Regions from separate parts of the Mus musculus genome. Here regions 2, 3, 4, 5, 6 and 7 are each linked to region 1. The links are chromatin contacts, called in public promoter capture Hi-C maps. All regions are on one chromosome and are shown on one strand. The core of a region is the stretch at or near the end of the contact, and the rest is flanking DNA. Distances in the headings are between cores, read along the strand shown.

Region 1 (2,894 bases), core at 109-2,608:
GCTGCACAGCGCTCACAGAGTTCCTGAGCGGGGCTCCAAAGACTCGCCAGCCCTACCAACGTTAACACAAACTGAACCCTACTAGGTGCAGACAACAGGCTGGATGGAAGCGAGTTCCAGGGCCGGAAAGAGAATCCCGGCCTAAGTCAGGGAGGCCCTGCTGATCTGGCTGCTGGCGCTGGGCTCTAATTCTCTAGAAAAGCATGATAACAGTTTATAACCAAGGAAATAACAGTTGTGGAAGCAGGTGTTCTGGTTTTATCTCAGAGCTCGGGGAAACTGAGGCACGGAGATGGGAGAAGTGGTCAAAATTGAAGCTGTTCTTCAGCTGCCAAATCCTATTGCCTTTCACCTCACCCAGCAGGCTGGCCTGGGTTTCATTTTGTATTCTGGAGAGTTCCTGCAGAGAGCATCTCTGCTAAGTGCCTCAGATCCCTAAGCTTCGTTGGGAGCCATTAAAGATTTCCTGTCTTCCACCAGCTCTGTTGCTGAGAAGGAGGTGTGCGATCCTTTCACAGAAAGAAAAAGACCCCGAAAATACTACATTGGCCTCCAGAGGTCAAAAGTCATTACTCAGGAAGGGAGATACGTTGACCGAACAGATGGGGAGACATTCCTAAGTTATCATTCAGTGTAAGGAGTCCGGTGACAACTGAGTGGCCATTGTGAAGCTTCATCACCCACCTCCAGCACCAGAGGTTCACTGGCTAGCACCCGGGCTGTTGGCTTGCACCGTTGACCTGCCCCGGTTGATTTCTCAATAGTTTGGGCCCTGCTGGGTGTTCATTGGTGCGGTCAGCACCGAGGTTGGTGGATGCAGAAAAGAGGAAACAGGCATGAGAGTCTCCGTGGTGAAAGGATCGCTTCGAATCACCCGGTCTGGGGCGCCTCTGTGTACAGAAGGGGATCAGACCGGTTAGCAGCCGTCCCGGGTCCGATTTAAGGACCCAACGCTCTTCCCGCGGCGCGGCCCCTTTAAGAGGCGCGCCCAGCCCCGTCAGCCGCTCCGCGGCCACCGCCCCCCGGTCCTCCCCTTCCTGCAGCGCTGAGTGCGGGCCGGGGCGGGAGTGCGGCGAGAGCTGGCCGTGTCGAGCGGAGCGCCTGCCCGGAAAGCTGCGGAGCGGGGCGGGGCGGCGCGGGAACCGGAGGCGAGGAGCCCGCGGGGCTGCGGCCGTGGGCCGGCGGTGGGCCTGCTCTGCGGAGGACGGCTCCCGCCGCCGCCGCGCGCGCTGCGGAGCCCCGCACACAATAGCGGCGTGCGCAACCCCGCGCCCTTCCCCCCGCCCGCGCGCGCCCCCCACCCCCAGCCGCCGCCGCCGAGCCTCCCACCTCACCTGCGGCCCCCGGGGGCGGGCATTGTTCGCCGCCGCATCCGCGGGGCCATGGGAGCCACCGGGCTCCCCAGCCCGGGCCCGGTGAGAACGCCGCGCCGCCGCTGAGCCGGACTCCGGGCGCGCAGCTCGGCGGCGCAGGTGAGCCGGCCGCGCCATGGTGGACTCGGTGGGCTTCGCCGAGGCGTGGAGGGCGCAGTTCCCGGACTCGGAGCCGCCGCGCATGGAGCTGCGCTCGGTGGGTGACATCGAGCAGGAGCTGGAGCGCTGCAAGGCCTCCATTAGGCGCTTGGAGCAGGAGGTGAACCAGGAGCGCTTCCGCATGATCTACCTGCAGACGCTGCTGGCCAAGGAGAAGAAGAGCTACGATCGGCAGCGCTGGGGCTTCCGCCGTGCAGCGCAGCCCCCCGACGGCGCCGCCGAGCCCCGAGCGTCCGCCCCGCGCCCGCCGCCCGCGCCCGCCGACGGCGCAGACCCGGCGCCCGTCGAGGAGTCCGAGGCGCGGCCGGACGGAGAGGGGTCACCGAGTAAGGGGCGGTCAGCGTCCGCCCGCAGGCCAGCGGCTGCTGCATCGGCGGACCGGGACGACCGAGGGCCCCCCACCAGCGTGGCGGCGCTCAGATCCAACTTCGAGAAGATCCGCAAGGGACCTGCCCAGCCCGGCTCTGCCGACGCCGAGAAGCCCTTCTACGTGAACGTCGAGTTCCACCACGAGCGCGGCCTGGTGAAGGTCAACGACAAAGAGGTGTCCGACCGAATCAGTTCCCTGGGCAGCCAGGCCATGCAAATGGAGCGCAAGAAGTCCCAGCAGAGCGCCGGGCAGGGCCTGGGGGAAGCACCCAGACCCCATTACCGTGGGCGCTCCTCGGAAAGCAGTTGCGGCCTTGACGGTGACTATGAGGATGCAGAGTTGAATCCCCGCTTCCTGAAGGACAACCTAATAAATGCCAACGGCGGCAACAGGCCCCCTTGGCCGCCCCTGGAGTACCAACCCTACCAGAGCATCTATGTCGGAGGCATGATGGTGGAAGGGGAGGGCAAGAGCCCTCTCCTGCGAAGCCAGAGCACTTCAGAGCAGGAGAAACGCCTAACCTGGCCTCGCAGGTCCTACTCGCCTCGGAGTTTCGAGGACAGCGGAGGTGGCTACACGCCGGACTGCAGCTCCAACGAGAACCTCACCTCCAGCGAGGAGGACTTTTCCTCTGGCCAGTCCAGCCGCGTGTCACCAAGCCCCACCACCTACCGCATGTTCCGGGACAAGAGCCGCTCACCCTCGCAGAATTCGCAGCAGTCCTTTGACAGCAGCAGCCCCCCGACGCCACAGTGCCAGAAGCGGCACCGGCAGTGCCAGGTTGTGGTGTCTGAGGCTACCATCGTGGGTGTCCGCAAGACTGGGCAGATCTGGCCCAGTGATGGGGACAGCACCTTTCAAGGGGAAGCAGGTGAGTGCCTTGTGTGGGCATACTTGGACCTGTTCTGGACTCTTGAAGTAGATTGGCATGGGAGAAAATGGGTACTTTTTGGAGTGATTTTCAAGTGCTTTTGTGCCTCTTTGGCCCTGCG
Region 2 (2,894 bases), core at 108-2,607, 970 kb after region 1:
ACCTTTAATTCCAGCACTCGGGAGGCAGAGGCAGGCAGATTTCTGAGTTGGAGGCCAGCCTGGTCGACAAAGTGAGTTCCAGGACAGCCAGAGCTATACAGAGAAACCCTGTCTCGAAAAACCAAAAAAAAAAAACCAAAAAAAACCAAAAAAACAAACAAAAAAAACCCCAAAAAACAAAAACAAACAAACAAACAAACAAAAAACAAGCACAGGCAAGAAGGAAAAGAATGAGCCGGGCGTGGTGGTGCATGCCTTTAATCCCAGCACTTGGGAGGCAGAGGCAAGCGGATTTCTGAGTTCCAGGACAGCCAGCGCTATACAGAGAGAAACCCTGTCTCGAAAGACCCAAAAAAAAAAAAAAAAAAAAAAAAAAAGAAAAAAAAAGAAAAGAAAAGAAAAGAAAAGAAAAAGAAAAAAAAAGAATGAGCATGTTGTGTTTCAAAACTGAAAACTGAAATTCGAATTTCATGTAATTTGCGCATGCTCCAAAAAGGCATTCATCTTTTGATGGTTTTTATTTTTTAATTTTTTTTTTTATTTTTAGGTTTCTTTGAGACAGGGTCTTACAGTATATCCCTGGCTGCCCTGGAACTCACTCTGTAGACCAGGCTGACCTTGAACTCAGAAATCCGCCTGCCTCTGCCTCCCAAGTGGGTGCACCACCACAGCTGCCCCGCTTTCTGATGTTTTTCAAACAACAAACACAAAACAAACAAACCGAACCTGGGACATCTGTTCTGAGTTTCCTTCCTGATAAAAACAGCCGGCTGATTTGGATTTGTCCCAGAGGCAGCTTTAAGGTTGTTTCAAATTCAGTAGCTAGGTCGTTTTCTAAGTGCAAGGGGCAAGCTTGTGTGCTTATGCAAAAGCTACACACTTGAGAGGAGCTGTCATAGCTGTAATACAGGTGGGCAAACAGTTTCCTAAAGGACTGGGAACCATCTCTGGCCCTGGGCCCAGGCTAGCTGAAGCTCCATTTTTTTTTTCCTTCTTTCTCTCTTATCTATGCCCCTCCCACCCTTCCCACCCCCACTCCTACCTCCTCTCCCTAAGCAGCCACGTTTAACTAGCAATCCTCCTGCCTCAGCCCCCGCTCCCACCCCACCCTATCCCCACCCCCGAGGGAATGCTGGAATGGACGAAAGGCCTGGCTTTGGGTTCCCAAATCTCGCAGGTCCAAGATTTCAGGGGTGGGCATCACCACTGCCTGATCGTCCCAGCTCAGTCCCTCCGCCCGCGGCAGTCACTAGGGGCGCCCGAGTGAGAGAACGCGCCCAGGGGCCTTGAGGAACCAATCAGATCGGCGCTACGCCGCGCGGCTGACCTCGCGTCCACCCTTGGCAGCCAATCACAGGTCGCCGTGGGCTAGTGCGCGCCGGCCGGGGCTTTGGTGTTGGAGCGGCGGGGCCCTGGAGGTCGTGGTGCGGGGCTTCCCGCGCAGCGCCTCGCGGGCCGGGGCGTCCGGGGGAGGCTCAGGTACGCCTGCCGGGAGGTAAGGACAGGGGCGTGGTGCTGGTGACCTCTGCGGGAGCGACCGGGAGGGGACGCCGGGTGAGGGCCTTCTGCGAGTCCCGGGGAAGCGAGCGTGGCTAGGCCGGGAGCCCAGAGACCCCTTCCTGGCAGCCTCCCTCTCCCACGAACCCCCCAGTCCTGGGGCTGGGCCTGCACCCCTTAAATGCCATTCCCATCGCCGAGGGCCCCTCACCTAAAGTCCTGGAGGCTGCAGACCTCGCTACTGGGCTCTCCGACGCCTGCCTCGAAGCTCTGCCACTAGGGAAGGAGGAGGGAGGACCACTTCGTTGAGACCCATTCAAAAAAGTAGGTACAGACGAAATCCGGGTTTGTAGATTAAGTCCCACTCCCAGTTTGGAGATCTGCAGGCCCTTGGAGGCTTTAAAAAGCCATTTTTCTGCGCCCCTCCCCTTCCCATACAGCAATATCTTGTTTATTTTGTTGGCTTTGTGCCCCCTTTGAGCCCCAGTGCAGCTCTCGGGGCTCCTAGCTAGCTAGTTTTGCTTTGAGCAGTGCTCGGTGGGTTGTGTTGTTTTGTTTACTGGGCTATGGTGTTGGAAGGTAGCGTATAAGGTGCTTATAATAACCACACAGACGACAGGGTTGAGGGAGTAGCTTAGTTGGTGGAGTGCTTGCTTGCCTAGTACTACACAAACCGGTTGTGATGACCTCGCACCCAGTACTTGGTTAAGAGGAGACAGACGGCTGTTTCTTTCGTATCAGAGCTAACAAAACGGAAAATAAGCATGAAATAACTGGTAGGTAGTGAAATGGAGTAAAATCTTTTAACACGTAAAATGTAACTAAATCTTAAGAGGTTCTCTGTCTGTCTGATTTACCCCAAGTATGTGACTTGCAGCTCTTGGACTCTCTGAAGCTATTAAAAGTTACAGCGTATATCTGCGGTAAGAGAAAAGGTCTACCTCATTTTCTGACTTCTGTTTGCTGCTGTGATTTGATAAAAAAAAAAAAAAAAATCATTACCATGGGTGATAGCAGAAGGCAGAGGCAGGCGAATCTCTATGAGTTTGAGGGCAACCTGGTCTACAGCGGTAGTAACAGGACAGCCAAAGCTACCCTGTCTTGAAAACAGACAAAGGAACAAAAATTAGTGTTTTGGAATTTCCTGCGGAAATCACAATGGTAAGATAAGTTCAGGACAAGTAGAATTTTGGAACTTTTTTGTTTTGTTTTTGTTTTTGTTTTTCGAGACAGGGTTTCTCTGTATAGCCCTGGCTATCCTGGAACTCACTTTGTAGACCAGGCTGGCCTCGAACTCAGAAATCCACGTGCCTCTGCCTCCCAAGTGCTGGGACTAAAGGCGTGCGCCATCAACCCCGGCATTTTGGAACTTTCTAAGTTGCTTCCTCAAACAGGAA
Region 3 (2,894 bases), core at 288-2,787, 800 kb after region 1:
AATTCCTAAATTGAGCTGGGCCTTGGCCAGCACCTTTTACATAAACAATAATCGACGGCAGGTAGTCCCTCCGCCTTCATGAATTCTCAGGGACCTGCTGTGATTGTGGGGGGGGGGGGGGGGAGGGCGTTGGGGAAGTGGGCAGAGTGGTCTAGGGAGAACTCTGTATCCTGGCTACCTCTCCCACCAAGTTAATTGTCCAGATCAAGGAAGTGGCCACCACATGGCTTAGAGCACAGTGATTCTTGGGAAGGAAAATGGGGCCGAGGAAGGTGCAGGCCCAGCTGGAGCACACTATTAATTTCTCCCCTGTATCCAAGCACCTCCCCTTCCATGACACATATTACCGGCTCCATTTGCCACTGTGGTAAGGACCTAATTAACACTCCTGACCAGGTGAATAAGTCGGCCTCTTTTATACATAAGGCTGCATAGGAGAGGCCACAAGAAAGGACATCTGAACCACTGGACTAGTTTAGAGAGGACCAAACTGGCCAGCTTCGACCCTGCCATCACACCCCAATCCCACGTTCAGAGCCTGGGCTTCCATTCAAGGTCCCCACCCTGCACCCAATTCCTCCGCAAGCCAAGGAAGCAGAAGCTGAGGCAACCGTGGTCTCTTATAAACCATTTATTTCTCCCGGCTGGAAGGTGGGCATCGCTACCGGTGGATAAACACAGAACACTACGTGGAGCGAGGCTCAAAGAACAGCGGTGCAGGTAAGTGGGGCCAGGACTCAAGCGAAGGTGGAACCGTTCCAGCCCACGTTGGCAGCGTTCATGTCGTAATAGTTGATGTAGACCCTGAGAAAATGAAAGCCTGGCTCAGCTAAGCACGTGGTCTAGGAGAGCGCGCTGCGTGCCAGTGTCCTCTGAACGCCCCCCCCTCTTTGCCTGCTGACCTCCCAGTGCCCCTCCTCCCCCTCCTCCCCTCGTCCCCCACGCACCGGTCCGGGCTGATGTGCAGGCGATCGGACAGCAGGCCACACAGCAGCTTACTGTAGTTGCGGTTCTGGGCACCACCGATCTTGCCGATGCTGTGCAGGCTGCAGAGGGCGCAGGGATCGTTCGTGCCGCTAAAAGTCATGAGCTGGTCCGGGACCACGTGCACTGCGATGTACTGGGTGGGGGGAGGGGCGGCGAGGCGGGAGGGATACAGACACACTGTTAGACCGCCTGAAAGACTGCCTACAGGGCCACAGGTCTTCCGGAGAGCTCCAGCCGCCACCCGCCGGCACACCTTGGCTTCCAGCCCCATCCCTCCTCACACGTCGGGCCGGCCCACCCCACCCTACTCTCTTCCTGTGTCCTCCCTGCAAACCTGTGCGGGCTTGCCGGTGGCCTGCGCCAGCTGCTGGGTGAGCTCCGACAGAAACCCCTCTGGCACGGAGGCGCGGGGAACATTGGTGTTCACGATGAACATAGGCATGGTGGCGGAGAGACTGCGAGCGTGGACCGGAGGACGGTACAAAGCGCGGTGTGACCCAAGCCAGGGACCTGAGCTACGTGACCCAGCTCAGTACCGCCCCAAGCCGGCTGCCGCTCCGCCTCCGCTGACGTCAGACTACGTCCCAAAGGGGCGGTGACTGCCCTTCAGCGCGCTGCTTCTGCAGAGGTCTTGCTGTGCTTCTGGTGCTGTAGGAAGTATTACATGGGCTCTTTGTTTCCTAAGATGGAAACGGAGGATGCTAGATAGTGAGGACTTGACTCTAGTGATTAGGTTTGTCGAGGCATTCCAGGTAGATGCTACAGATTAACCGTATAGTAAGAAGTTCAGGTCTGAGAGATTTCTGTTCCAAGAAGAGGGAACTTAAGTTATTGGTGGAACCTGTAGGTTGGCCTTATTTCTCATGCTAGTGGGCTAGGATCGACCTACTTTAGTGAATACAACTTAACCTCAAACAATGAGCCAAAAGCGTGATGGCTTGTACTTGGAGAAAAAACAATCCTTCCTTGCCTTGGGAACTTTTCTCTAAGCTCAAGAAATTAGCCAAGCCCCATCACTTGCTTGCTTTTGCTCTCCTGTTGTACCAACAGTCAGCCCTCGATCCCCTGCCTGGCCCAGTATCACCTTCGTCCCACACACTTTCAACTGCGACTTTTTGTGTGTCCTGAGCCTCCTGGGACACGTGTCCACCAGGCCTAGGCTTGTGAGTGTGAAATGGGGAAGGAGGCAGAACGGAGTCGCCATCTAGTTACTTCCCTACATTCCTGTTACTCCACACAGGTGAGGATGCTTGGAGAGATTCCCAGGGGAGGAGTGGGCAGCAGGCTGTGAGCCAGCGGTACTAACTAGTTCTGCTCCTCTGGCCAATTGCCAGTCCTCAGGGAAGCCCTGCTCAAATTAGATCCAGCAGAGTCACCCTTATCTAGAGCCCTTGGTAGACTTTGTATAGCTTTCTCATTAACAAGTGAGACATCCGACCGGTGCCCAGGAAATGTCACGGGAATTTTGGGACTTCCTTTGTTTTCCCTAGCCCTTTTTAATTTTTGTTAAAAACTTTACAGTGGATCAAGAGATTGTAGTGTGGGGACTACCAGTTCTGTCTGTGATGTCAAGGTTTCTATTAGGTTTCTGACAGAAATGAAGATATTCTAAAGAGACACTTGTGCCCCCTCCCTTTGGCTAACAGACTATTGAAACAATGGTTCCCAAGGAAATGGAATTTTCTCTGGAGTCTCCTGCTGGTGAAAGAGAAAGGCTGGAAGGCAGAGATTTTATGCAGCTCTGGACGCTTGTCAGTCTTGCAGAAGAGACTGAAGCTTGACAGTGCTGCTGGGGGATCACATCTTGAGCAGAATCTCTTAGTTCTACCTACCTCTTGCCCTCTATTTAAATGTAAACTTCCTCTGGCAGGACCCTGAAGATGAGCTTGGGGTGACAGTCACTGGAC
Region 4 (2,894 bases), core at 187-2,686, 740 kb after region 1:
TGAGGGAGGAGAACACTGGGGGTCTCTGATAGCCTGGGCCAAGGTCCCAGGAGGCTGAACACTAAATTCATGGTTCTTCTTGGGACTGGGCTATTCCCTAAATGGGGTGCGCAGGCAGGGCTCCTGTGAGAGAAGAGGGGGTGGCCCCTTGCCCTTGATACAAAATAGGTATCATACGCTTGACAGGTCCTTGTGGGACTTGCCCGCTAGCAGCCCTTTCTGGTCTGGATTGGTTTTCTTCCTGTTGATGCACTCCAGGTAAGTTTCTAAGTTTGCCTCCTTGCGCTCAGCCCCACAGTCCTCAGTGGCTCCCATTGCCCCGGATCAAGTGGGGGATTCTCACTCTCCCTTCGTTTCCTAGTGGAACCTGTCTCCCTCGACAGGCTTATTTTTAACAGCCTACTTGAACATCTTTTTATCAGTTCCCCCCCCCCCCCGTCCTCACCCCACCCCCACCGGGCCACCCCCTCCCCCACCGGCCTACACCATACTCTGCAAGGGCAGAACCTGTGGGGGGTTAAGTACACTGTACCTAGAGGTGACAGTGAAGAGAGACGTGAGGTTTCAGACAGAGCGGGACAAGCAGTGAGACAGTATGGAGACGGCCACAGCCCATTATGCAACACTTTCATTTTGCTACAACCCTGTCTTGCCAGAGCGCAGGGCTCTCTCAGCGGCCAGCAGGGAGGAGGCTCCAAGTTCCTGGCATACCCCCATGCAGCAGCCTCTCTCTCTTCGCAGCACAAAGAGAGGCAGAGAGAAAGGGAAAACAGAAAGTCAAGAAAAGGAACGACAAAAAGGAATTCCAATAGACCAGGTTGGCGGAGAGAGCCTGTTGCAAAGGCAAGGTACTTGCAGGGATGGCTCTGTGTAGTACTGCCCATCTCAGCACTGGGGGAAACGATCCGAGGAGTGACTGCCCAGATCTCCACATTTGTTCTCCTAGCTATGCCCTACACCCACTACTCTTCTGGAGGTCCCTGTAGCTAGGTCCAAACTGCTTGCCCGTTTCTGTTGCTAGGTCTGCACACTATTCAGTTTCAGCAGGTCCTGGCCGGCGTCTATTCCACAAACAGCAGAGTTGGCGGGAGTCCTGAACCCTGGTTCTCTCTGGTGTCTTTCTATTGTGGTCTCTAAACCAGAAAAAGCCTGGGAAGGGGAGAGTACAGAGAGAGATCCCCTAAGTCCGTCTTGCCTCCCCTGTTTCTCAGATCCCCAAAGCCGTAGCCCTGCCCACCCTTGCGCAGCTCCACCGTGTGCATCTGGAACGGGATATTGTTCTTCTTGGCGAAGATATAAATGGCGCGACAGGGCTGCGACAGCAGATCCAGGTACAGCTCCAGAACCATGGCATAGGCGGCGGGAACCACTTCTGTAACTGGCCAGACTATCAAAAAGTCCAGGCTGGCTAGTAGGGATCCCTATCAAGCCAAGTGTGGCCACGCCCCCACTGGGCGGATACCGCAGCCTGGCCCTTCTTTCTAAAGGGGGAGCTAGCTTGTGTTCCAAGAGCCCTGCAACTGGAATCTAGCACGGAATGAGCCAGAGGACACAACTGGTCTCCTCTGAGTGGGCAGAGGAGGTGTTAGAGGGCCTGGCTGCTAGTCCTCTTGTGGCCGGTTTAGTTGAAAGCAGAATGTCTTCAAAGGTATACCCACCCTATCTAGTGTGTTGTTAGAATTCCCAATCGTCCCCACTTCCCAGATGGGAAAACTAAGGTATTCCTCCGGGACCTACAAGCCAAAGATATGGACCAGCACCACCAGCAAGAAGCAAAGGATGCTGTGGGCCTTTGATGTCACTCGCATCTCAGCTCTGTCATTTGACAAGGTTGGCCTTCCTGTACCTGAGAGCATTAGCTTCTCCATCCTCTGACATTTTAGCTCCCTTTGGACTGTGATAGAGAAGTACCTTAGATGTAATTTTTGAACAGAAATGTACCATTAGTCCCAGGCCAAGGTTCCCGCAGTTTCCATATCTGATGAAGGTTATAAGGTTGTAAGGTGGGAAGTTCCTTGCTGTTTATACACATAGTGAAAGAAACGTGTAGATCCCTTTCATGAAAGGTTGAGTCCAGCCGGAAGTGGTGGCCCACGCCTTTAATCCCAGCACTTGGGAGGCAGAGGCAAGCAGATTTCTGAGTTCGAGGCCAGCCTGGTCTACAAAGTGAGCTCCAGAACAGCCAGGGCTACACAGAGAAACCCTGTCTCGAAAAAACAAAAAATAAATAAATAATAAATAAAAAATTGTCCTTATGATTCTGACAACTTTGTCCCTGAGCTTAATATTGAAACTGAGGGCCCCAAGACTGAGTGCCGATTTTTCCAGATATCATATGCCTCTTCATGGAGTCTGCCACGATTCCTGTTGGAGAAGCCTGTTATTAAGGTCCTCCATGTCCCCGGATAGCTCTCCAAGCTTGGTGCAAAATGGAGGACTCCGTTTCTCAGTGGGGTTTCCCTTTCTTTCTATGGCCTTGGTTGGGAGTATCTGAGCACAGATGCCCTACCTTGTTTGGAGGATGACCCTGTGCAGAGCTCTCTGCGAGGGCTATGTGACTCAGCACACAAGTCCCGCTCTGCTTCCTGCCCATATGATAATTAGGTGCTGTGCTCTGACCAATTAGCCCTCTCTACCTATACTCATAAGATCCCTTATGTACCCTACCCCTGAAACAACAGAGTTGTCTGGAGGTTGCTGACTCCTGGAAGTTCTTTTGTCATAATCACAGCTTGATAAATCCGTTTCCTCAGCCCTGATAGGCAGTCTATTTTGGTTGAATGAGGCTTGCTCTGGTGACCCAGTAGAAAACTCTACAAGGGATGGAACACCAAGCCGTGTTCCCAGAGACAGGTGCCTCAAACCACAGAATCCCCAACTCCATAATTCTGTGG
Region 5 (2,894 bases), core at 116-2,615, 710 kb after region 1:
TTATCTATGTCAGGAAGCTACCAAATCTGCCCTGTGCTGTGTGCACGAGCATTACCGTTAAGAAGTATTGTCCCCTCAACTAAAGGACAGCATTTGAGCATCCAACAAAAGCAGCCATTACCAACTTTCCTGAGCCCACTAGGACTCCATTTTGGAAGGCTCTTTCAAACTTATCTCCGTAGTTCTTCACAGGCCCGCTCCAGCCTCAGGAATATGAGACTCTAACTCTGCCTCAGAATGTAAGGATGGGGAGGGGGGAGGGGAGGGTCACCTTGTGGGGGAGGTCTTTTTATCATCCAGCAACTCTCCCGGAGCCTTATCTAGTTCAAAGGTTATCTGCCTCAGGACACAACCAGATTCCCTCGGACCAGCCTGGAAAAGTTCTCCCTTAAAAAACCAGACCCCCTGGTTCAGTGACGGTGAGGAGGCCACTATCACAGTGGTTAAGAGGGTGCCTAAGTAGATTCTCAGTACACACAAGACTACACTGGGGCTTCCCAAACCATCCTTTCTCGGGGCTGTAGAGAGTCGAAGGAATTGAAATCTTGCTAACATTCTGATCACAGACCCACCATTCCAGTGCCTGAGGAGTCCACCTTCGTGGACAAGGACACTGAGTGCTTTCTGGAACCAGCAAATAGTGACACCCCCCCCCCCCCCAACCTCATACAGAGAGACTGAGTCCTGACTCCAGACGCACAAATACGTTCCCTCACTGGCCCTGCATACCGGTCCTGGTCCAGGGACAGCTCCTCGGTGAGGAACTTGAAGAAGCTGGCGCTGTGAGTGCGGTTCTGCTCCGCGGTGCCCACAACCCCGATGGAAGAGACCAGAAGGTGAGCACAAGGCTCTGTGGATTTGTTCATCAACAGGGTCATGCCAGGTCGTATCGTAACGCTCACGCGCTGCAAGGAACACAAAAGTTAAATCCTGAAGCTTGGGCAGGGCATGGCTGGTGTTCAGAAGGGGGCGCGCCAAATTCTTAACGTGGGGGTCCGAGGGCTCCGGGTCTGGGACACTGCCCAGGATCCTTGGGAGTCAGTCACGTCAGGGTCACGCCTGGGAAAGACAACCAGGAAGGGATCTAGGAAGGGAGGATAGGACACGGAAGGTCAGAGGTTACCAGGGGAGTGGGGTCCCTGGGGATGGGAACGGGTCATTGGGAGGTCCGACCCTAGCCCACAAGTTCTCGCCGACCCTCACTCACGTCTTCGGGTTTGTCCAGGATGGTGGCTGTGGCCGCACACAGCCGGTTCTCCAGCCCCGCGGGTATGCGGCTAGCCGGCAAGTTTGTTTCCAACTCAACGAATGGCATGTTAGCGGGAGAAGAGTGGGATCGCCAAACGGTAACTGCACCGGGTGAGCTGTGGGAGCCAGTAGAGGTTCCAGAAAAGGAGCGCGGGGAGGGGCGGGGAGGAGGCGGGGCCAGGGAGGCGGGGCCGGGGAGGGAGAGCACAGCTCTGTTTCTCATTGGCCAGGCAGACTCGGCCCTTCTAGATTGGCTATCAGAGATACGCCTCTTCCGCTGTCACGTGTGCCGGCTCCAAATTACTGGTCCCAGGTTCACTACCTTTGGCCCTCCCAGTCGGCAGGTGGCTCTGTTTTTCCCTCTGAGCGTCCCAGCTAGTTGCCCACAAGGCATACATTTCTATAGGAGACTTAAAGGCTTAAAGTTTCTTAAATGATTGTGATCATTTCAAACTCAGTACGGGAACCGCACTTCTTTTGAACAATCTTGAGACCAAATAGCACGTGAGGTGTGCTTAGGCAAGACCCTAGGACAAGGGCATCTCTCTCTGGTCCCTAAGATACCTGAGTTTGTAAACTCTTCTGTCAGGGATAAATCATTGTCCATTAGAGAGTGGTAGAACTACTTAAAACAAACCAATCTGGCCGGGTGGTTGTGGTGCAAGCCTTTAAAACCAGAACTCTGGAGGCAGAGGTAGGCAGATCTCTTGAGTTCTAGGCCAGCCTGGTCTACAGACTGAGTTCCAGGACAGCCAGAGCTACACAGAGAAACTGTCACACACACACAAACCGAAAAAAGCAATCTGTCCAATTACACATAGGAAAGTGTGCATACTAAAGGATCCAGAAGCAAAACCATTACTCTTCTGTTAACAATGTATTTATTAGGTAAGGCACATAAAAGACGTCTTATGGCACAAGATTAAGTAGCTTGACAGTTTGGAGCCGGAGACAGGTAGAAGGCAGCAGTCAGGGTTAGAATGCTTGGGACAAGAATTTGGAAAGTCAGGACATACCAAGCAACTTCCACTCCCACAAAGGAACCAGCCCTGCACCCCACCTATGGCAGGAAGCAAAGACGCAGAGGACAAAGGTCTTTCACTAGTCAATCCCCGTCTCTTGCATGTATTCAACTGAGAGATCATAGATCCTGCATGCCAAAACTGAGGAAGGGAGGCACCAGGGTTGAGGAGCACAGAGGGTCACGTGGTACCAGATATCAATTATATGTATATGTGTATATACATGTATATACAAATATGGCTTGGAGGATGGGGGAAGGTTCAATGGTTTGTAAAGTTTCAAAGAAAAGGAATATGGCCAGATACGTTTCTCCCAAGTATTTTCCTGGAGCTCTCTCCAGAAGTCAGATAAGAACTGATGTTACAGCACAAGCCAGGTGGGGACACAGAGGGAACACAGGTGATGCAGAGAGGAAATTGCGGACCAGAGACCCTATGTCCTAGTGACAGCCAAAGAGCCAGACAGCCTCATCTCTTCGCTTGCACGGCCCCGAGTTTCCCTTGACCGTCTGTCTCCCAGTTCGAGCTATTCCCTCAGTGTAACAAACACTGCACAGAGAGCTTCAGCTTCTCTTTCAAGGCAGGGTCCATCAAGGGAGGCATATCCTTGGCCTTCAGGACAAC
Region 6 (2,894 bases), core at 178-2,677, 580 kb after region 1:
CACAACAGGTGCCAAGGCCCGAGCAGGTTGGGTGACAGGAACAGAGTCCATCCTGTGCCCCGCAGCGCAGGGAACAGCTTCCCTGGGCACCTGGAGAAGAAAGCCCCGTGTCCCAGGGTCAGCTGCCTGACCAACAGGGCCCGTTTCCCCTGGAGCCTGTGAGAAGCGTCCATGAGACAGACCAGGGATTGCTATGGCTACCAAGTGGCATGGTGGAAAGCCACCGGCTCTGTGGGCGGGGCTCCATTTTAGCACAGGTAATGGAGTGGCTTTGTGGGTCCTCACAGCTAAAAAAGGGTCCCCGTGCTTTCTGATAGGGTACATAGTCACCAAGAGTCCTACTGAAGGCCGGGGAGGGAATGGTATCTGGGTTGAGCTTGTCCCATCTCTTTCTGGGGGTGGGACACAGTTGAATCTCAGAGAGCCCCACCCTCTGAGAAGGCAGCCAGGACACTCCCTTTTTAGGGGATAGGAGGGGACATTCCAGTGAGGGTTGCAGCACAGTGTAGTTGGGAATACCCCATAGAAACTGTGGAACATCCTGTCTAGGCCTAGCTGTTCAGCCCACTTCCTCTGTGGGCTGTGGAGACCTGTGGTAGGGCTGTACTTCAGCCCCAGAGCTGAAAAGTGGAGACTGGGGTGAGGTACAAATTCCCAGGCCAGACCACACCTTCCCCAGACCCTTGATGGAGATCCACCAGGAGCCGGGCTGCGGTCTAAGCCATTAGACCACCTCACTAAGCTTATACTCCGGAGCAGCAATAAATATTTATCGGCTAAGGTTTAACGACTGCAAGGGGTGTGGGAAGATGCTTCAAGATGCCATGAGATAAAGTACCAGAAGGGTGGTGGCACTTGTGTGAAGCAGGAGACTGCAGGCTGGTTAACTCCCAGCTCAGCTCAGGGAAAGGCCATGGCTCTAGGCTCATCCTTCCTGCTAGACTTTCTTGGTTGCGCCGAGAAGGACCAGCACAGGGACAGATGAGAGGCAGGGGGTTCCCTGTGTGATTGCACCCTTCACAGAGGCTGGGCTGCAGGCTCTGGTCTTCCGGGATTCCCTCCCAGGCCCTTATGTGAGTGCAGAATGAGCTTGGTTCAGACCTCCCATCTCCACCAGAAGTGTCTAGATCCAGGAGCCCCCCCCACCCCCCCAGTTTCTTCCCAGTACTCCCCAGTGTAGTCACAGATGGACTGCCAGATGGATAGACAGCTGAGCCCAGAGGGGTGTCTGCTTAGGGCCTGGCTGATCAGGCAGATGAACAGGGAGGTCAGAAGGACAAAGTGGGGGCATACCTGCTGTGAACCCGGGGCCTGGTATTGTTGAGAGCAGCATCAAAATCCAAGGCAGGAGGGCCAGCTTCATGGTGTGCCCTGTGTCTGCAACCAGCAGGCAGCACAGTGGCTCAGAGATTTGCAGGGCAGGCTCTTGCCTGGCTGGCCAGGCCCCGCCTCCTGACCCCGCCCAGCGTTCTGCGGCATCACTCCTCCCCTCCCCTGCCCTCCCCGCCCCCTCTCAAAGTCCACAGGTGCCGATAGACAGGCAGAGCCCGAAGTGCCTAGTTAGCACATTCTTGTAGCATCATCACAGCCTTGGGACCCTGTGTGAGAATGAGGGGCTGGAGCGTCCAGATGCTAAGACCTTTGGCACCTGAAGCGGAATGGCGAGACAGCTCAGACCCTGGGGTCACAGTCCAGTCTTGTGTGTGAGGTTTCTGTTGGTTGGGTGGGAGAAGTCCTGGCCCCTTAGGGCAGACCTAGACCTCTGCTTCCCCTAGGGAGGTGTTGCTAACACACACTCAGCCTGACAGGCGGAGGTGGAGAAAGAATTAATCTGTTTGGATTTTAAGCACATAGCATGGACTTGAGACTGGGTCATTTCTGATGAATAGCCAGCCAGCTTTAGAGTCACTACCGAGACGGAGGAGCCCAGGGCTGAGGCCAGCCTAGCTCCAGTGTTGTCAGTTGGGGAGCTAACAGATCCTGTTGAGGGTTAGAAGGAAGGAGCCTGGTGGAGACCAGCTACTGGCTTCTGGGAGACCTTGATACTAGGGTGACTCATGAAGGACCCCAAAGCTGGGACTCTCTCTCACTCAGGGATTGTCACCTGGGCTAGACATCAGGACAGGGGATCTGTAGTGTTTCAATGCAGACACACTGGCTAGCCTCACAGGGGAGGAGGTGCTCAGGTGGCTGGCTTGTGAACCAAAGCCATCTGATCTGTGATTCTCCTCTGGTCCTGGGTCTCAGCCAGCCTATTGTTCTATGGGCCTAGTCCCCTCTCACTTAGAATGACTACCCAGAACTAGTCGGGGCTGGAGGTGACAGTGTCTCCCACGAGTATCTGAGGAGACCCGAGGTATAGGAGTGGGAACCAACTACCCCTAAGGTAACCCTGCCCCTATTATACCTGCAACCCCATAGGTGGATTTGGTTGAGAAGTCACCACCTTCCAGGGGAAAGAAAATCTACTAAGCCACAAGGGGCTCTATATGGGTGCTTTTGTGTGCACACTGAGGTCCTGTGGTGGTAGCAGTCGATGCTAACAACCCAGGCCCAGGATTGCGGTAACTCCCTACCCTGAGAGGCATGGGTAAGCAGAGGGGTATGGCTAAGTGACTGCTGTCCCCAGCGTCTTGGCTGTCCAGATGGCTGGCCTGGTAAGGACCCATCCTGGGTTGCCATGCTTCCAATCCATGGCCTTGGATTATTAGGTCTAGTCAACAGATTCTTCTCCATTGAGGGCTCAGTCTATGGCGGCACACAGGCGTATGGACTCGGACTTGTCTTCATTCTGGTCCAGAGTTTGCAAGGAGAGATAAATGGGGCTCTGACTATGGGTGACAGTCATGGCAGGCAGGTATGAGGTGCTAGGACTTAAGTATCTCCAAGATAGA
Region 7 (2,894 bases), core at 236-2,735, 530 kb after region 1:
TGTGTCTGCTTGTTCCCCCCATACTGCTTTGGCCTTAGGGGACAGTGGCCCGTGAGTGGACTGGCCTACATTCAAGAATGTGCTTTGGTTCCTGGTTGAGCAATGACATGACATTGTAGTGTTGGGGACAACTGGGATGGGGAAGACTCCCACAGACACTCCCCTCTTCCTCTAGGAAGATGTGGGAACAGGCTTACAGGAAACAGCCTCCCTTGTCCAGGCTTAGCAGGGACTCTGGGTGTGACACTTAACAGGATGGGTGGCCAGTGCGGGCATTCCCTCTCTGGGCCTCTTTTTTTTTTTTTTTTTTTTTTTTTTGGCATTGCCAAGCCGGGGGGTACGAAGATGGGGGCGGGGGGCATGCTCAGTGGAAAGAGAGTGAGGAATGATGGGAAGGCCTGAAACCAAGAGCTCTTCTGCCCTGCACATGTATTAATTCTGATCACGAGAGCACATTGGTGGGTCCTCACTGCTCCAGCTGCCTCCCACTGGAACATCCTGAGATCATGGAAAGATAGGACCCAAGCCAGGCTCCCAGAGGAGGAGGCTCACCAGCACAGAAATAGCCCTGAGTTCTTCTGGACTCAGCAAGTGGGCCTCTGAGCTGCAGAAAAAGGGAGGGCACTTGAGCAGGGCAGCCTCGTCCTTTAGAGGTCTAAGGTTGAGTTTATGGGTCACTATGTCCCAGCACTGTGTGTCAGCAGCACTGGGTGTCAGGGCACTGGACATCTGGCCTGCCTGCCCACTCCCTTCCCACCCCATGCTCAGATGTTTGGATGAGGCTGTGCCAGGCTGTAATAAAACGGTCCCGACGAGGCTGGAGAGCTGGCTCAGCAGTTAAAAGCACTGACTGCTCTTCCTGAGGTCCTGACTCTAAATCCCAGCAACCACATGGTGGCTCACAACCATCTGTAATGAGATCTGATGCCCTCTTCTGGTGTGTCTGAAGACAGCTACAGTGTACTTACATATAATAAATAAATAAATAAATAAATAAATAAATAAATCTTTAAAATATTTTAAAAGATTCATTTCTATAAAAATTTTAAAAATTAAAACAGCACGGTCCTGAGTGGCTACCTTGGTCTACCTTCAGCCCCATCTCTGTACCAGCTGGGTGATTGCATTGAGAGGCTGCCTGGGTGGAACCAGTTGGGAGTGGAAGCTGGGGAATGGAGTTTCACCCTGCAGGAGACACCCTGACCCTGAGCTGTTGGGAGGCAGGAAAACAGTGAGAGAGGTTCCCTGAGTTCCATGTCCCAGTTCCCCTGGGTGCATCAAGCATCACATTTCCAATGGCACTGGGACTGAGGAGTCTTTGGGTGGTGTTGGGGCAGCAGGGCAGGCCATGGGATCAACTGGCGATGGAAGAGTTAACAGCGGCAGCTGGCTCTTCTCAAGAAAAAAAAAACTCCCTGTAGATGCCTGGCTTGCCTCCAGGGTTGAGCCTCGGGAGCTGAAAACTGCAAGTTCAGACCTGTGGCTAGTTCTGCCTCTGGAGGAGAGTGTAGCAGCAGCCTGGCCACAGCCTGCCGTCTGTCTATCCATAAACCCAGGCTGGCTGGCTTCCTGTTTCTCCTCTGTAACCTGCCTGGCCACCTATCTGTAAGGCTGTCCGTCATCCTTTCTGTCCAGTTGTCTGGCCTGTGTGGCTGTCTGTCTTGACCCATCGATCTTTCCCCTCTGTCCAATAGCCTGAGATCACCCTGTGTAGCTTCTTTTCCCTTCAGTTTGTCAGTCAGTTTGTCTGTCTCTGTCTGTCCACTGCCCTGTGTGTCCAGTTGCCTCCCTCTCTGTCCCTGGGCCACTGAGCCATGGCTTGGGGTCACAGGGCCACGGTCTGCCTGGTCCTGCTGGGTGTAGGTCTAGGTCTGGTTATCGTTGTGTTGGCTGCGGTCCTTTCTCCTCGTCAAGCCTCTTGTGGTCCCGGTGCCTTCACGCGTGCTGCGGTAGCGGCTGACTCCAAGATCTGCTCGGATATTGGACGGTGAGTAAAAAGTGGGTGTGAGCTCAGTGGCCCTTGGCAGCTAGCGGGTTGTGCCTGGAGACTGTGTAACTGTGGTGGGGGTGTGAAGAGGGACACGCGAGTGCCGGCTGTGCTTGCGGTGGGGTAAAGGCCATGTGTGGTTTGGCTTCCTACAACAGTCCCAGGGCCCTTGCACAGAATGGTGTATGTGTGTCCATAGGGAAGATGGGGACTCTGGACAGCATTGCAAAGATGGTGTGAGTCTATTATTGAAGATCGGCTATACAGTGCTGGTTGGAAAGGCAGACTGGATGAGACCTGTGACTTTGTGCCTGCTGGTTCTGACCAAGACTGGACCTTTTTCAGAAACCTGGGCAACGGGCTTCAGGGTTCCATACATTGGTCTGCCCTGCCACAGAGAGAGGGAGGTCCCAGGGCCAGTATAAGAAAGCACGTTACAGCTGTCAGGACCTCCCTCTCTGTGGCAGGGTCTGGCCTTGGTGAGTGGAGTGACTGATGTGGAGGCTGGGAAGGAGGGAGAGAGACAGACAGAGACAGACACAGACACAGAGAGAAAGAGAGGCAGAGACAGAGAGACAGAGACAGAGAGACAGAGAGAGGAAGAGTGGGGAGAGAGAGACAGACAGAGAGATAGACAGAGAGACAGACAGAGAGAGAGGCAGAGAGAGAGGCAGAGAGAGAGGCAGAGAGACAGACAGAGAGAGAGGCAGAGAGAGAGGCAGAGAGAAGCTACAGTGGTTGTTTCCTGACCTTCCAGGAAACCCAGCCCATGGGAAGCCTATGCTACCCACCATGCTGCCACAGGATTACCCTGAGGCAAGAAGTCACTCCTGGTCCCCTGCCTCCCACTGGGGCCCTGAAACCTGGACAAGCCTCTCCTTTTTTCTGGTCATCTGGGTCTCCTTCC

The links. Promoter capture Hi-C pulls out the DNA fragments that hold promoters and counts their contacts. Capture Hi-C pulls out chosen DNA fragments and counts their contacts.
Region 2: a promoter capture Hi-C map of liver shows a contact between it and region 1, with 3 times the contacts expected there. The contact joins the promoter of Zfp280b here to the promoter of Bcr in region 1. A contact is called at or near these places in 1 of 39 promoter capture datasets (pre-B cells), 1 of 484 Hi-C or Micro-C datasets (regulatory T cells), 1 of 115 datasets of contacts at active chromatin or transcription factors (thymic regulatory T cells) and 1 of 9 other capture datasets (liver).
Region 3: a promoter capture Hi-C map of pre-B cells shows a contact between it and region 1, with 5 times the contacts expected there. The contact joins the promoter of Mif here to the promoter of Bcr in region 1. A contact is called at or near these places in 1 of 39 promoter capture datasets (pre-B cells) and 2 of 115 datasets of contacts at active chromatin or transcription factors (bone marrow-derived macrophages and microglia).
Region 4: a promoter capture Hi-C map of hippocampal neurons shows a contact between it and region 1, with 3 times the contacts expected there. The contact joins the promoter of Gstt1 here to the promoter of Bcr in region 1. A contact is called at or near these places in 1 of 39 promoter capture datasets (hippocampal neurons), 1 of 115 datasets of contacts at active chromatin or transcription factors (pancreatic cancer cells) and 1 of 9 other capture datasets (liver).
Region 5: a promoter capture Hi-C map of liver shows a contact between it and region 1, with 5 times the contacts expected there. The contact joins the promoter of Ddt here to the promoter of Bcr in region 1. A contact is called at or near these places in 1 of 39 promoter capture datasets (pre-B cells), 1 of 115 datasets of contacts at active chromatin or transcription factors (pancreatic cancer cells) and 1 of 9 other capture datasets (liver).
Region 6: a contact with region 1 is called in a promoter capture Hi-C map of pre-B cells, with 2.3 times the contacts expected there. The contact joins the promoter of Susd2 here to the promoter of Bcr in region 1. A contact is called at or near these places in 3 of 39 promoter capture datasets (liver, pre-B cells and stem cell-derived epiblast-like cells).
Region 7: a contact with region 1 is called in a promoter capture Hi-C map of liver, with 3 times the contacts expected there. The contact joins the promoter of Ggt5 here to the promoter of Bcr in region 1. A contact is called at or near these places in 3 of 39 promoter capture datasets (the C10 cell line, neutrophils and pre-B cells) and 2 of 9 other capture datasets (adipose tissue and liver).

Annotation. Positions count from the first base shown.
Region 1 is chr10:75,059,538-75,062,431 of GRCm38.p6, forward strand. It overlaps Bcr (BCR activator of RhoGEF and GTPase), which reads left to right and starts at 1,359. Exons shown (of 23, transcript NM_001081412.2): 1 at 1,359-2,773. The coding sequence starts at 1,489.
Region 2 is chr10:76,031,255-76,034,148 of GRCm38.p6, forward strand. It overlaps Zfp280b (zinc finger protein 280B), which reads left to right and starts at 1,358. Exons shown (of 2, transcript NM_177475.3): 1 at 1,358-1,495.
Region 3 is chr10:75,858,740-75,861,633 of GRCm38.p6, forward strand. Mif (macrophage migration inhibitory factor (glycosylation-inhibiting factor)) reads right to left here and starts at 1,538. Exons shown (of 3, transcript NM_010798.3): 1 at 1,322-1,538; 2 at 948-1,120; 3 at 614-804. The coding sequence starts at 1,429. The coding sequence ends at 738. It overlaps Gm40697 (a long non-coding RNA gene), which reads left to right and starts at 2,171. Exons shown (of 2, transcript XR_871836.3): 1 at 2,171-2,227; 2 at 2,634-2,894.
Region 4 is chr10:75,797,148-75,800,041 of GRCm38.p6, forward strand. It overlaps Gstt1 (glutathione S-transferase, theta 1), which reads right to left and starts at 1,437. Exons shown (of 5, transcript NM_008185.3): 1 at 1,238-1,437. The coding sequence starts at 1,349.
Region 5 is chr10:75,772,009-75,774,902 of GRCm38.p6, forward strand. Ddt (D-dopachrome tautomerase) reads right to left here and starts at 1,366. Exons shown (of 3, transcript NM_010027.1): 1 at 1,208-1,366; 2 at 730-905. The coding sequence starts at 1,315. It overlaps Gstt3 (glutathione S-transferase, theta 3), which reads right to left. Exons shown (of 5, transcript NM_133994.3): 5 at 2,114-2,894. The coding sequence ends at 2,805.
Region 6 is chr10:75,642,581-75,645,474 of GRCm38.p6, forward strand. It overlaps Susd2 (sushi domain containing 2), which reads right to left and starts at 1,428. Exons shown (of 15, transcript NM_027890.5): 1 at 1,294-1,428; 2 at 1-90. The coding sequence starts at 1,363.
Region 7 is chr10:75,587,896-75,590,789 of GRCm38.p6, forward strand. Ggt5 (gamma-glutamyltransferase 5) reads left to right here and starts at 1,486. Exons shown (of 12, transcript NM_011820.5): 1 at 1,486-1,987. The coding sequence starts at 1,815.